Regions from separate parts of the Xenopus laevis genome. Here region 1 is linked to region 2. Evidence: chromatin contacts called from public Hi-C data. All regions are on one chromosome and are shown on one strand. Each heading gives the region's core, a stretch centred on a gene start, on an enhancer-like site or on the middle of the called end of the contact. The rest is flanking DNA. Distances are from core to core; before and after follow the strand shown.

What was found. Hi-C and Micro-C count contacts between places; a contact is called where the count stands out from the background.
Region 1: a Hi-C map of the XL177 cell line shows a contact between it and region 2, with 1.9 times the contacts expected there. The contact joins two enhancer-like sites. A contact is called at or near these places in 2 of 4 Hi-C or Micro-C datasets (the XL177 cell line and animal cap).

What each region holds. Positions count from the first base shown.
Region 1 is chr9_10L:47,783,355-47,787,441 of Xenopus_laevis_v10.1, reverse strand. It overlaps LOC108701127, which reads left to right. Exons shown (of 18, transcript XM_018235351.2): 18 at 1,012-1,162. The coding sequence ends at 1,139. Among protein-coding and RNA genes, the nearest start is that of LOC108701127, 24 kb to the left of the region's middle. Within about 2 kb of position 1,586, at least 1 of the 7 cell types and tissues checked has an H3K27ac peak or open chromatin away from gene starts, as enhancers often do.
Region 2 is chr9_10L:47,653,563-47,657,762 of Xenopus_laevis_v10.1, reverse strand. No RefSeq gene overlaps it. Among protein-coding and RNA genes, the nearest start is that of exoc7.L, 18 kb to the right of the region's middle. Within about 2 kb of position 1,627, at least 3 of the 7 cell types and tissues checked have an H3K27ac peak or open chromatin away from gene starts, as enhancers often do.

The sequences.
Region 1 (4,087 bases), core at 337-2,836, 130 kb before region 2:
TGGCCATTCTATAACATGCTAAAAGTTAACTTAAAGGTAAATCACCCCTTTAAAGTGGCTGTTCATCTTTGAATTAGCTTTTAGTATGATGTAGAGAGTGATATTCTGAAACAAGTTGCAACTGGTTTTCATTATTTATTATTTGAGTTTTTTGAGTTATTTCGCTTTTTATTCAGCAGCTCTCCAGTTTGCATTTTCAGCAGTCTGGTTGCTAGGGTCCGACTTACCTTAACAACCATGCATTGATTTGAAAAAGAGACAGGAATATGATTAGAAAAGGGCCTGAAAAGAAAGGGGAGTCAATGTCGGACTGGGGGGGGTTCTGTGACGTTAGTTGGCGTGTCTGTTACGCCAGAGGGCGGACCCGTGACATCAGTGGGTGGGGCTATGCCATCAATGGGCGGACCCGCGATGTCAGCAGGCGGGGCTATGACGCGGCGATCAGCGATTGGCCGATCGCCGTGTCAGTTCCTTATTTGGAAAACCGGGCAGGAAGTATAGACCCGGGCAGCCCCTCAAAATAACGGGCTGTCCGGGTCAAAACCGGACAGGTGGCAACCCTATGGCCATTCCCTATTTCTATGAGAAAAAAGAGGTTAAATAGATGGAATAATTGATTATAGTATGTAAAGAAAAGAGACTAGGAGAATAGAGGTTGAGCGAGGAGAGGAAGAAAATTGTACTGAGGGTGAGGCCCTGGTCTAAGGTTTTTTGGTGGGCCCTTAGTGTCCCAGTCCGACACTGAGGGGAGTAATAAAAAAGTAACAATAACAATACATTTGTAGCCCTACAGAGCATTTGTTTATTAGATGAGGTGACCCCTCATTTAAAAACTTAAGAGTCAGAAGAGGAAGCAAATAATTAAAAACTATGAAAATGAAAACATGAAGGTCAGTTGAAAAGTTGATTAGAATTAGTCATTCTTTAACATGCTATAAGTTAACTTAAAGGTGAACCACCTGCCATTTTTAACTGTTCCAACCCCAAACCTTCATTCTCTCTATCCTGTAGCACTAGCTCAAATCTCTCTGGAGCGCCAAGGATCTGCCCAGCAGTGGCCTGTCCAGAGCCAGGAGTCCTTCGAGATCAGACTGGATACAGCCATTGAACCCCAGTGTGCGGATGAGCCTGTTATGTGAAATAAAACTCCTGTGGGAACTGACTCCCACTTGTAATGCTTCCTGCTGGGGATGCCTTGACATTAGGGGTGGCCCTGGCAGATTAGTATATAGTGGTGGGAAACCCCTATGACTAGTTGGGCCTTACAGAATTAGTGACTCAGAACTCAATGATAATATTTCTGTGACGTCCTACACAGATTTCTGTTTTGCAATTCTCCTCATTATAAATGTGCTTCTATAACAGCAGGTAATGGATCATAAGCTGCAAAGGGCTTGGGTGTGCTCTGACAGGGAAGGGGATTACACTATATGCTGAAATAAAACTCCACACTAGATAAGTGGGGGTAGGTAACCAGCCCAGGATTAGTAGCAGCAGCGCATCTTTCTCCCCATTCTGCATATCAGGCCTGTGAAAAAACCCCCCACTTCAACTTCCTCTTTCTTAGAAAGGAGGTGAAAAGTGAAATAGAATTGTGAGCACCATGTGCTTGTGTGTAGGGAGGGGTGGAACCATGTGCTTGTGTGTAGGGAGGGGTGGATTCGGGGAAATGAAAGTGCAGAATAGGTGAAGGGGCTGGAATTAAAAACAAAACAAAGGGAGAGGCGTAGAGGTGAGGTCAATTTGGGAGTGCATCTGAAGCGGAGTAAATGAAAGTAACACCAAAAAATGAAAGTAATGAAAATGTCATTTACTGTCGTGCTGCACTGGTAAAACTGGTGTGATGCTTCAGAAACTCTACAATATATTTCGTTTATATAAACAAGCTGCTGTGCCCATGGGGGCAGCCATTCAAGCACAGGATACACAACTAATAACAGGTCTGTGGGATCCTTCAGACCCTATCTGTTATCTACTGTGTATCCTGTGCTTAAATGGCTGCCCCCATTGCTACACAGCAGCTGGTTTATATAAACAATAGTTGTGTTTCTGAAGCAAACACACTGCTTTTTACCAGTGCAGGCAACACTACATTATATTGTCATTCCTTTAAAACACTTTCATTTTTTGGTGTTACTGTTCTGCAAAGCAGGTACGTGCTGGTGTGGGGGGCTGAGAGGGACAGAGGGGGCCTTGCGACTGGGGAGGGGGGCCCTGATGTGGCAGCCCCGGTGGGCTCTGACCCCCCCCTGTCCGACCCTGGCTCTGTGTCCCGATTTATGAGTGCCCAAGTCCCTATTATTCCCTCAAAGTGGTTCGGAGGGGGGGGGGTTATAGATTTAAAAGCTTTAGGCTTTGGGGCATATTCACTAACTAGCGAAAATTCGCCAGCGATAGCCTCGCTCACTTCGCAACACTTCACCAGACGAAAATTCGTCAGGACAAAGCTAATTCACTAAAATGCGAAGTTGCGTCCAGAGCGCCGAAAGATGGCGAAGTTTCACTATCGTTAATTCGGCAAGCAAAGCGAAGTTGCGCTAGTGTTGGCTAATTTGCATACGGCGGGAAATTAAATTTCAATGGACGTATATGTTGCAGCCAATACATTACACCACACAAGCCTGGGAAACCTTAATAAAATAAAATAGAGTTGTTATATTGCCCTACACATGAGCCCAGTGTATAGTTCATGTGCCATATGAAGGAAATGTAGGGGGGAAGCTGGGTACCCTGAAAAAATGTATAATCTTTTGCAGCCTAACCCTGAAAAACTGAAAAGTCGCAAGCGTTTTTTTGGGAAAAATTTCCCAAAATTTTTTGAGGAACTGCTATCTACTCTATTGCACTTCGCCTGGTCTGAGGTGGCGAAGGCAAGTCTGGCGCAAGAGGTAACGTTCAGTAAAATCTGCATATTAGTGAATTTGCGTAGTTACGTCCATTCGCAATTTGCCATTAGTGTGCGAAGTAGTGCTACAGTCTATCTCCTTCGCTAGCGAATTTACACCAGCGCCTGTTAGTAAATCGGCGATGTCCCAAAATGATGTCACAAATTTTCTCCAGCGTTAGTCACTTCGCCCTTTAGTAAATTTACCCCTCTGTGTAGGGCTGTCGTTATAGAGATACATGTATGGGCTGCAAAATAACTCCTTTACATTCCCTCTTAATATAATGAGGGGGCAGCCTATAGGACTGTCATAGAAGGCTTAGTTGCAGTTTAAGAACAACAGCAAAAGAGCTGCGGGTTGGACATTCGAGAACAAGTAATAAGGGACGATTTCCGTGCGATCTGACACGATGCGCAAAAACGCAGGCGTCAAATTAGATGCGACGGAAATAAGGTAAGTGAATGCACGCTGCGTCTGCATCCGAGTGTCGTGTCGCGTCGGATCAACGCTGTGACTTCATCCGACATTTCCATTATTTACCTTATTTATGTTGCATCCGACGTGACGCCTGCGTTTTTTGTGCAGCGCGTCGGATCGCACGGAAATCGTCCGTGAAGTCCTACCCTAAATATCTACTCCTGCCCATCAGAGATTGGTATCCCCCCCCACCCCAGTTCTCTGACTGTACATATAAACATGATAAACTGGAACACCATGACCAGAGGGAGCCTTTGATGTGTCAATATCTGACTTGCCATAAACCAAAGTTTAACTGAGTGTGAGAGGTGTGGCGGCTGCACTGTAAATACTGCTGGAAATGACCATGCACTGACACATACCAGGAAATTCCCAACACTTCACCCAGGTAAAATGTAACAGACACATTGGGGGTCATTTATCAACACTGGGCACATTTGCCCATGGGCAGTAACCCATGGCAACCAATCAGATTGCTGCATTCATTGTTCTACTTGCAGCTGGCTTTTAAAAGCTAATCGCTGATTGGTTGCTATAGGTAACTGCCCGAGGGCAAATTTGCCCAGTGTTGATAAATGAGCCCCATTGTTTTTAATCAGATAATGCCCTACATAATGCAGGTCAGTTTATTTTCTTTAGGAATCAGTTTTCAATGAAACTGGGGTATTTATCACTTTATCCAAGAATTACATTCATCCAGATTACAATCCAGAGCCACCATCCAA
Region 2 (4,200 bases), core at 378-2,877:
GATGTAAACAAGCAAGTGAATATTTACCTGTATGCCCATTCCATAGATGATTACAGTAGGTGATACTTTTGTACATAAGGAACAATCACTTCCCTCCCTGTACACTGTACTTGTAATAGATTTGCGACTCCTGGTCATTGAACAGGGGTTAAGAACAAAGTGTGAAAGGGGACAATGAGGTGATTAGCAGATCGTACTGAAATGAAACTCGCATAATTCCAGCATTATCTGAGTACACGGCTCTTAGTGACATTGTTAAACAGGTAAACAGTTTTCTAGCACACCCCCTCCCAAGCCAAACAAGAGCCAAGGCTTCTTCCAGCCAGGAGGAGAGAAAGGGATTCCTGTTAACTGCCTGCTTACATGACACTTTGTATTGATAATGAGTTTGATGTAGACCTGCTGTGTCTGATTCAGGGCTTCTTTAATATGCGCTGGTGTCAGTGACGCTCTATGTTTCGTATGCCACATGCTGAGGTCACTGGTACTCTCTGATCTTCCTCTTGTAGCATGCGTCAATCACTGATAGTTCGACAATTACATATCTTAACCCTGGAATTAAACAGATGATACATAAGTAGAACTGATAACATACATACATGTTAAGTGGTATGCAGGCAAGCTGGACACCATATTCCTCCTGTTTCCTCTGCTGACTGGTCGGTCACACATATTTCCAATTTGTCCATACAACCAAGGCAATTTGGTAAGTGGTAACCCACTTGCTGGGCCAAATGAAGCTTATCCAAATCTTTGCTCCCCAATGGGGCCAATAATACATGAATGGGCCTTGTTCTGATGAGATCTTTATAACTGTTTGATAGATGTCTGGCAGATTCGCATTTAGATATCAGCAGGACACACCATCACTTTAGTCCCATACACAGTCCAATAAAATGCCCAGTCGGTCTGGATTATGGGTTCTAAGATTGAAGTACGTATAGCCACCTCTAAACATTATCATCACCTATATGTGTGTATGCAATAATGTTTCCTAAGGTAAAATTCCATCTAATATGGCTACAATTAAAGCTGGCCATACATACTAGATCCACTTGTTTGGCGAGGTCACCAAACAAGTGGATCTCTACCCGATATGCCCACCTTGAGGGAACTAGGGCCAAACATTCAGATTACAATGAGGAGAATACGGGCAGTCAGACTGCATCAACAAACAAAGCTGTCCTCGATCTACAGGATTTTTAAACCAGCCCTATCGACTTTCTGGCCCAATAAACTGCCAACTTAATCTGTCGGCATCTTATATCTGCTTGTGTATGGGGCCTTTAGGTGTCCCTTTTACATTTTTGCCCAATAAATGAATATTACATATCTGAATTCATAGATACTGTATCTTGGAAGATACCACAGTGTTGGTGTGTAAGGCAAATATGTTCCAACTCTATTATAGACCCACAACAGCTTATCTATTAGGTACTGCTCTCACAGTTTAAAAGAGCAGAGGAAGTGTCGCTGGACATCTAAGAATGTATTACTCAGTCTAATAATATATAATTTGTACTTCAAGCAACAGCATTTTCCTGGCCCAGGGGCCCATTGTGATGATCCTCTTGCCATGGTGTGGCTGGAATCTATAACAGAGTGCATTCGTCTGCTTTTGTGCTCTGCCATTGTGCACATTTCCCATATCCCTCACATACTCACATTCCTACACACAAAGCCTCTTCCTTGTGCCTGACATAGCATTGTCATAGCCTGTATTTAAAGGCACAAGTGAGTGACAGATAACAGACACACAGCTCATTCTCTTCCTTCCCATTAGCCAACCTAGTATTAATATTATTCCTGTGGCATAAAGGGCAGAGCTGCAGGCCCAGGGATAGGATTAGATCAGTAGGGCAGAGGAGGGTAGAGGGATTTAGAGATTTACACTAGTAAATTGCACATCAACTTGCATATTCAGTAGAGTATAGTTCCTCATTGAAATGCGCTGCATATTTGAGATTAATCCAATTCTTGGACCGCCAAACTGAACCTCCAGATGTGGAAGCCTATTTATCATAGGTCGAATTTTAGTGCTTTTGGAAACCATGATTAAACTATATTCCTCTAAAACCACGAATGCCAGTAAAGTTATTAAAAGATCCGAATACAAAAAGTACGAATGAAAATAGCAGGGGGAAAAAATCCAAAAACCACAAATTATTTTGTGAATGACTAAAAAAAAAAAGTGTGTACGACAATGAACATTTTGATCTCCGAAAACCTCTAAAGCCAAGAACGAAAAGGCAGATCTTTGCACGAAAAGATAGGGAATCTTTCAATGACTTCTACATGAGCATGACGGCTTTTACTTGCCGTACTTTTGTATTCATCGATATAATGGTTTTTACACTTGATAATGAAAAAAAATTGTGGATTATGTCACTATATGAGAAATATGTGCTAAAAAGTACTAACGTTCTATTACCTTTTATAAATTGGCCCCTTAACGTGGTTCCGTGAGAAAAAAGTTCAACTCCCTGGTTTACATCTTTGTAACTGTCACTTGAGGATATTTTTGCATCAGGAAGAAGCCATCATTGGAAAGACATAAATGCAGATTTACCTGGATACCATGGTGTTACTAATGAGAGGGATTACACCAGATCTTTCAGTAGGTGACATACCCCATACAGGGAACTGACACTCCCCCACTAGGAGATCACACCTTGTGTACATAAGTAATGGCTTTGTGAGTGGAGTTTCATGTCACAGCAAGGTGCTAATCACATTAAAGTGACAAGGTACAACTCACCTGACACTTCTGAGCGTGGCTTGGGGAAGTCAAACTCAGCACCTGAAACTCACTCAATAAACAAACTGCCAATAGACAAAATAAAGGGCAAGGTACAAATCAGAGATAGCAATGGTACCAATCGATCTGTGCAGATGCACTCCTTATGCACTAATCTTATTATATTAGTTTTACAACAATATTACATAGTAGCCTTCAAATCATCTGCCTATTGAACCCTAACTCTTATGTAATAAAGTGACACAGTGTTCTATTAAAGTGACTAAAGTGCTTATTGATAAATAAATGGAAATTAATTATAAACTTGTAAATCATGTAATTTATTCTCAACAACCTAAACAGATTTAATTTATGCTTGATTAAATTAATTTATGAAGTGATTGTGTGCCAAAATTAGTAATTCATCCATTAGAATTAATGTAATTGCTCAGATTTCATAGGCGAGTAGGAAAGGGAAATAAATAGAAGGTGGAGAAGTCCCGTAGTAACTGTCTTAATTTTTGCTATCTTCGGGCCTCTTGCACAAGTTAGGGAAGGTAAAAAATTGAGACCACAGTCCCAGAAGCCCTGACTTCTCCAACTTTGTGGGGTCCTGAAGATAGCAAAAAATAAGACTACGGGACTTCTCCACCTTCTATTTATTTCACTTTCCAACTCACCTATAAAATCTGAGCAATTACATTAATTCTAATGGATGAATTACTAATTTTGGCACACAATCACTTTATAAATTAATTTAACCAAGCATAAATTAAATCTACTTAGGTTGTTGAGAATAAATTAAATGATTTACAAGTTTATAATTAATTAATTTCAGTTTATTTATCAATTAGCACTTTAGTCACTTTAGTAGAACACTGTGTCACTTTATTAAATAAGAAGTGGTTTAAAAAAATATTTGTGTTTTAAAAAATCCAGTTAATAAAATTCAATTAATTGATTGCACTAGCACTTTATAGTAATAGAAAATAAGATTTACATTTATTTGCAGTTAATTTAAATAATTGATTAAGAGGGGATATCTTTTTCTTTCAACTAACAATCCGTATTAGACTGAGCCAAGTCAGATCCTTATCTTTAAGCATTCTATAGATACCAGTAGATAGATCCTTTTTCTTTTAACTCCAAGGTTTATTACATGAAAACTATTGAAGTCTATGGTGGAAAAAATGAAATTGATTTGGAGAAGTTTTTTCTCCTCGAATTGAATCGTGTCCATGACTTTTCATGTGATAATCCATGAGATAACTTTTTCTCCCTGAATTGAATCTGGCCCATAGTATTGCAGAACAACCAGTATGTCATCTCCAACTCAAATAAATTAAATAAACACAGATAAATTAGGCTTCCTTCTGAAGAATAAACTATTCCATATATGAATTTAGACGTTACACTTCCTCTCTAAGGTACTTGAGAGATAGGTTTGGAAGTCTATAACTAGT